2 separate regions of the Mus musculus genome follow, and region 1 is linked to region 2. Evidence: chromatin contacts called from public Hi-C data. All regions are on one chromosome and are shown on one strand. Each heading gives the region's core, a stretch centred on a gene start, on an enhancer-like site or on the middle of the called end of the contact. The rest is flanking DNA. Distances are from core to core; before and after follow the strand shown. Region 1 has its middle 77 kb from the start of Galnt18. Region 2 has its middle 6.0 kb from the start of Galnt18.

Region 1 (3,112 bases), core at 165-2,664, 71 kb after region 2:
AATAACCCTAAGAGGGAGCATTATCCCATTTTACAGATGAAAAACTGAGATAGAAGCTTCAAGAAAACAGCCATCAGTGTTCTGAACCCAGGCCATTTGCTTGTAAATCATGGTCATTGAACCCTGACACTGGCTAGCCAATTAGCCCTGAGAGACAGATATACAAAGCTGAGAAATTCAGGCCTCATATCCAAGTCTCCTCTTCCTGTCCTCACTTTGACTCAGTGGCTGCTATGCCCTCTGGTCTGTGTAGTAGAGGGCTAAGCAACATGTTCCCGGAAGGTTCTAAGCCCATGTGGAAGGAGACTGTTACCAATTGAACCAGAACCCCCCTGAGTGTGGACGAGATGAGGTGGCTATAAATAACCATAAAGGTGTGAAGACAGTCTCTCCCCTGGGGCTCCCCCTGCAAAAGGTTGATGGGAATTGATGAGGCTACAGGGACATGCCAATCCTCCTGCTCTCAGAACCAGGTGTGGTTATTTACAGAAATGTCACTTTCTCGGCCTCCCCTCCCCATCTCTGCCAGAGGCTGGAGACCAGATAATAGCAATTTACTGCAGCCCTAGGGCACAAGGCAATGAGCCACCTGTGTGCCCCACGCCTACCAAGCATGCCCTGCTCCAGCTCAGACTTGCAGAGAAAGAGAGGGGTGGAAGCAGAGAATCAATTAAGTAGCGTTCATGCAACTATATCACAAACAACCACACTAAGTCAAGAGGAGTTACTGTGAACTCCCTCACTTTCAAGTTCACAGTAAGGAAGTAAATGGAGCCCTGGACCAAGTCAGAAAACATGGATTCTGACCCAAAGGGGCTGTCTCTTAGTCAAGCAATGTCTGAGTCTGTGTTCATGATAGGCGATCTGATGGCCAATGAATCTCGGAGTCTGGGTGTCTGTGAAATGGAGCTAGGCTACACCATTTGGCAGACGCAAAGGGGATTTTAAGAGTAACTGAAGACTGGGGCTGTGAGAGGCCATCATTAATAGAGTAATTATCACATCAGTGCGGCCCCCAAGTAGATGCAACCACTCCTGTAGGAGTAGGGACCACAGAGTGGTCCCGGGATGCCCATGACAACAGCTTGCTAGTTCTCTGCTGCACTCAAGGCAAGAGCCAAGTCTAAATGCAATGCACACATCTGAATTCTCAGGGTACCTCAACAATGGGTGAAGGTCATTCTGATAGAAAAGGTTGTTCCTGCACAAAACAACAACAACAGCAATAACAAAAATATATGTCTCAGGAGAGAGTAAAACATTTTAAAGAACAGGGACAGAACCACCTCTCAAGGTTACGCCTGCCAGTTGGAAGCCTGTGCGGAGAGTTATCAAACCTTAACTATACTGAAGCGAAAATCGCCCAGCTCCTCGGTTGCTAAGGGTGACTTTAAAAGATACACCAAAAACTAAAATTAGATCTTCCACACAACCCAGCTATACCACTCCCAAAAGACTCCATGTCAACATATCACAGGGATACCAGCACACCGTGTCCCCAAAGTGCTTTTCGTGACAAGCAACTAGAGAACCAACCTGGGCAATTATCAGCAGAGGCTGATTAGAGACAATGGGGCCTGCATCCACGATGGAATGACGGTTAAGTCATTTGCAGGAAACCAGCATAGCTAGAGATGACTAGATTAAATGACTAAACCAGTCTCAGAAAGACAAATAATGCTTTCTCTTTTTTTATGGCACCAAGGTTTAATAGATACATAGAATCACATAGGTATCCATGGCATGAAAGTAAAGGAAAAAGAATAGAAATAGGAGAAAAAAAGAGGAGAAAGGGGTAAGGGGTGGGGAGGTAAAGAGGGGAAGGGAGGTCTGGGATATGTTCCATATACATTATACCCTTAGTTAAGACACACCAGTGTCTCTCACTTCAGGGTGTCCTGAGTACGGGAGGCAGAGCGTTGGGGAGGACAGGCTAGTGCACCACAGACATCTGAGTTAGAGGTGCCAGCCCTACAGTGCTGGCCCACAGTGCCTCTCCCACAGAGGATGCAGGATGCCGTCCTCTCCGCTTCTCCATGGGAATCCCCACCCTTTCCCATCAATCAAGCCATTTGCCCTGTAAATGGCAGAGGCCAGACTAGAAACCAGGTGAGTCTACTTCACCAGCACCGTAACACCCTCTCTGTCTGTAATTGGTTCCCATGGCAAGGGCTCAGCTCCTCAGGGATCTAGTTAGCGTCAATGGCCACAGGTGCAAAAGGAACGCCATCTTATCCCTACTAATCAGCATAGCCTTCAGCCACCTGGCACCACTGCGTCTCAACAGCACAAGGTTCTGCTTGGGAAGGAAATCCTTAAAGCCAGCCGCTGTCAACAGGATGTCAGGTCAGAGGGACCTGGGGAGTGCCAGTCTCCAGGAGGAAGGGAGACATCACCTTCCCTCAGAAGACCATTGCAGGCAGGAACTGATTGAGAATACGTTCAAAGCAGCAACCTGGGTTTATTTATTATTTTTTTAATTTAAAAAAATTGTATTTACTTAGAAGCATTCAGAATGTCAACAAAACAGCCACATTTTTTTTTTTTTTGCAATTACAGAGTGGTATTCAGTTAACAGAACAAAAATTATCTTTGTATAAGCTGCATCAGAGACAACTGAAGATGAAAAAATAAATAAAACCCAAAAATAAAACCAAAAGAAAAAAAAACAAGAAACAAACTACTGTCCCCATATATAACTAATTTGTGATGTGCACCAACAAGAACCTGCTTTAAATTGCCATGCCAATTTACAACCCCCAGACTGTACCAGGCAAGGTTAGTGGCTATTGAAAACACCACCAGGACAGGGCTGTCTAAAGACACATTCGGTAGTGTGTTAACCATACAAACAAACAAACAAAAAAGACACTGTACAGCTTAAAAACAAATTTTACATTTCAATTTTTTTCTTTAAAAGGAGTGAGTTGTGTACAGGGGGTTCAATGCTTTATAGACAAGAAAAAAAAACTGTGCTAGAACCAATTTATTCATCATCATTTTCATCATCTCCATCTTCCTCTTCCTCATCTTCTTCATCCTCCTCATCATCTTCCTCTTCCTTCTTTTTCTTGCTCTTTTCAGCCTTGACCACCCCCTTTTTCGCTGCATC
Region 2 (3,086 bases), core at 85-2,584:
TGTCTCATATCCCTACCCCCTCACCTGGAAGGTGTCATCTCCACTGATGGGATTGTTTGAAGATGATGTAAAGGAAAATGTGTAAGACTTGGCGCTCAGCTGTGCTAAGTATTCAACACATGCTAGTTCAGATCGTGCTCAGCATTTTTTACTTAATAATAAATGATGATAATTCACTCTCAGTCCATAATTATACATATTATATAACATACACATGCAACCCAGGAACTAAATGTATACTTCCAAATGTTTTATTCTGTGAAGGGATGCATAGACATTTTTCTATGCTATTTCTATAAGTAAAAATGAGTCAGGTTGATCTACAAGGTCTGGCTGTGTCTCATTAGGCCACCCAGACCTGCAGGCAGGGAAGCTGGCAAGGTCCTGACCACATGAGTCTCCTCTTGACCTTTATAGCAACTTGATGACCTTCTGCCCAGGCATCGAGGTTGCCACTTTGTGGTTAAGAGGACTGTATTAAATGTCAAGCATTAAAAGAATAAACATGGTAGAGGCCTCTGACTTTGAGCCTAGAGTACCTTCTACTGCAGTGATAGTTTATGGATAACCATCTTCCATGGAGAGATCAATAATTAGACTTACAAGTGACAGACACTGGAAGTATTGCTTTGGGAAAGAAAACTGGAAATGGGAAAGTGCCTAAGCCCTACTTGAACATTGCCTCCTGAACGAGGAAGAGCAAAGTGTGCTCTCTCTCTCTCTCTCTCTCTCTCTCTCTCTCTCTCTCTCTCTCTCTCTCTCTCTCACACACACACACACACACACACACACACACACACACACACACACGTTTTGAAAGTAACAGTCTGGTTGGACATGACATTTCTAGAGTCCCTCTACACAGATAGAACCAGAGGCCTCAGAGCAAGAGCAAGTGCCCTGGAACAGCCTGGAATGGAGCGTAGGAACGCAGGAAGGGTCATAGCTAAGCCATGAAATTCTCCATTAGAAAATACCTGGTGGCTACCTGGATGCCCAGGCATAAAGTCAGGAGGCCCCTTCAGCTTTACTCTACCCTGATCCCTCATTCTCAGCCTCAGAAATAGTGGGAGTCCCCTGTGAGGAATCGTAGGTGCCTGCCAGACATGAGGAGCAGTGGCCTTTTCCATACTGGTACACAGCAGCCTGGGACACCATCCGCCCATAGGCATGCTCCGGGTTGTATTGTCTGCCAGATGGCGAATAAAATATTCAACAGTCCCACCAACTTCTCTCAACAGCGAGGTGACTGGCTTGCTCGGGAACAGAGTGATTTCGGTGGAAAGCCCAAATTGCAAGTGGCAAGTAGCAGCTGGGAGGTAAGTCTGCAATCTGCTTCTGACAGAGCTAGAGCCCAGAGCTTGGGGCAGCTTGGGTTTGCAGCACGCTGAGATCCCCTCCTCCAGAGATGTGGAATATGTCATCAAAGGATTTGTCTAATTCTGGTTCCAAGACAAAACGACAGATGCACAAGAGCACAGACTGCTCAGAAGAGCAAGCCCAGCTAACATCGCCTCACCAGGTGCCTATGGATTCTTGGACGAGGCAGGACAGATTCATAGGGAACACTTCAATCAAAGTCCTGTCAGAGAGTCCAAACTCATAGAGGCCAGAAGACTCACCCAATGTCCACAGACTTCACTTGTAAATGTCATGAGGGGCCTGACCCGCTTCAGAATACAGTTATATTCTGCCCTCAAGTAGTTGAACAGATAGGAGTCCTTGTCACCCAACCTGATATCTCGAAAGGTCTCCACAGCTACGGAAGAAGGAGGCCCGCCATGTTGAACATGTGTGCATTAGAAAAGCTAACTCCCATCTCACCGATTTTCCTGCTATCAGATTGTACTTTAAAACCCAAACACGCAGATTTGTTTGTTTTTCAATATGTTATCATAAATATTTCACTGCCTGCTCTCTCTTCAGCTCTAAACAATGTTGCCAATTATCTGGATGTAGTTAGGTCTAATGACATTTCTATCTTCTTCATCTTTTCCCCTACCTTGAACACTGCTATCATCCCGTCGTGTCCCACCATCTCATTCTCACTACTAAGACCTCCGTGACCTCCTGCTTCCCTGCTGTTACCCTCCTCTAGTCACTAAGCGTTGCTGTTCCCAAGAGTCAGTCTAAGTCTCTCTCCAGTCCTTGTCCATTCCAGTCACACAAACTGTCACCTACTGCTAACTATATGCACATGAGCTCCGCCAGGTCTCTCTCCAGGCTGCAAGCTACACTCCCAGCACCCACCTGACACAGCACAAGAGCATCCAGAATCCAAACGCTAAAACAAGCTCATGAGTTGCCCTTCTCCCCACTTACCTCCTAACCTGGTCCTTCAGTGTTCTCGAACTCAACAAATGACCAGTGTTCATGCAAAACTTGACAGCCCCCTCTCCTTTGATTCTCAGACACTATGACCGAGTCATGTTGGCTGTGTCTACTACCAATTACATGTGACAAAAAAAGTCCACCTTTCACCTTGTCTGCTACCAAGATTCTCCCTTTGTCTCTCATCTAGACTATGAATTGATAACCATTTTGCCCATGGGCTCCTGGGAAACATCGATAAACCTGACTTTTGTTCAAAACAATAACATCAGCACCTATCACAGCGCTGCATAAATAACTAATAAATTAATGAATAATGTTTTTACTTTAACTATTAGTCATCTGTTAGTATAAAAGAACAACAGACCCTGTGTATCAGAAGAATCCTGTGGGAATTGAAGCTAGAATTTTTCACTTCCTTTTCCTAAATCAATTTGGATATTAATCTTCCCCCAAATACTTAAAATTCGTAAAAATCAAACTATTAGTCTCATGATATGATCATGTGTGTAGAAAACCAAGTGCCAGTTTATTGTATTTCATAAGATAGTTTAACAAAATTTCTGGGTGCATTATCAATAAGCAAAAAAAATTTACACTACAAATTAATTTGAATACAGTGAAAATTTAGACTTATCTTACCAAAATATCCTTGACACTCAAGTCCTCCAAAGTTCAGCGGGAAGCTCCCTGTCTCTATTCCAGTGACATCCCAGGTCTCCAATGGATACAGCACTCACTTCCTACCAAACACT

The links. Hi-C and Micro-C count contacts between places; a contact is called where the count stands out from the background.
Region 1: a contact with region 2 is called in a Hi-C map of cortical neurons, with 2.2 times the contacts expected there. The contact joins two enhancer-like sites. A contact is called at or near these places in 4 of 39 promoter capture datasets (the 3T3-L1 cell line, epiblast stem cells, hippocampal neurons and 1 more), 21 of 484 Hi-C or Micro-C datasets (cerebral cortex, cortical neurons, embryonic fibroblasts and 5 more), 3 of 115 datasets of contacts at active chromatin or transcription factors (SST interneurons, craniofacial prominence and neural progenitor cells) and 1 of 9 other capture datasets (adipose tissue).

What each region holds. Positions count from the first base shown.
Region 1 is chr7:111,854,942-111,858,053 of GRCm38.p6, forward strand. It overlaps the pseudogene Gm45588. Among named protein-coding and RNA genes, the nearest start is that of Galnt18, 77 kb to the left of the region's middle. Within about 2 kb of position 1,415, at least 8 of the 459 cell types and tissues checked have an H3K27ac peak or open chromatin away from gene starts, as enhancers often do. A contact at or near this core is called in cortical neurons, where this site is marked.
Region 2 is chr7:111,784,422-111,787,507 of GRCm38.p6, forward strand. No RefSeq gene overlaps it. Among named protein-coding and RNA genes, the nearest start is that of Galnt18, 6.0 kb to the left of the region's middle. Within about 2 kb of position 1,335, at least 13 of the 459 cell types and tissues checked have an H3K27ac peak or open chromatin away from gene starts, as enhancers often do. A contact at or near this core is called in cortical neurons, where this site is marked.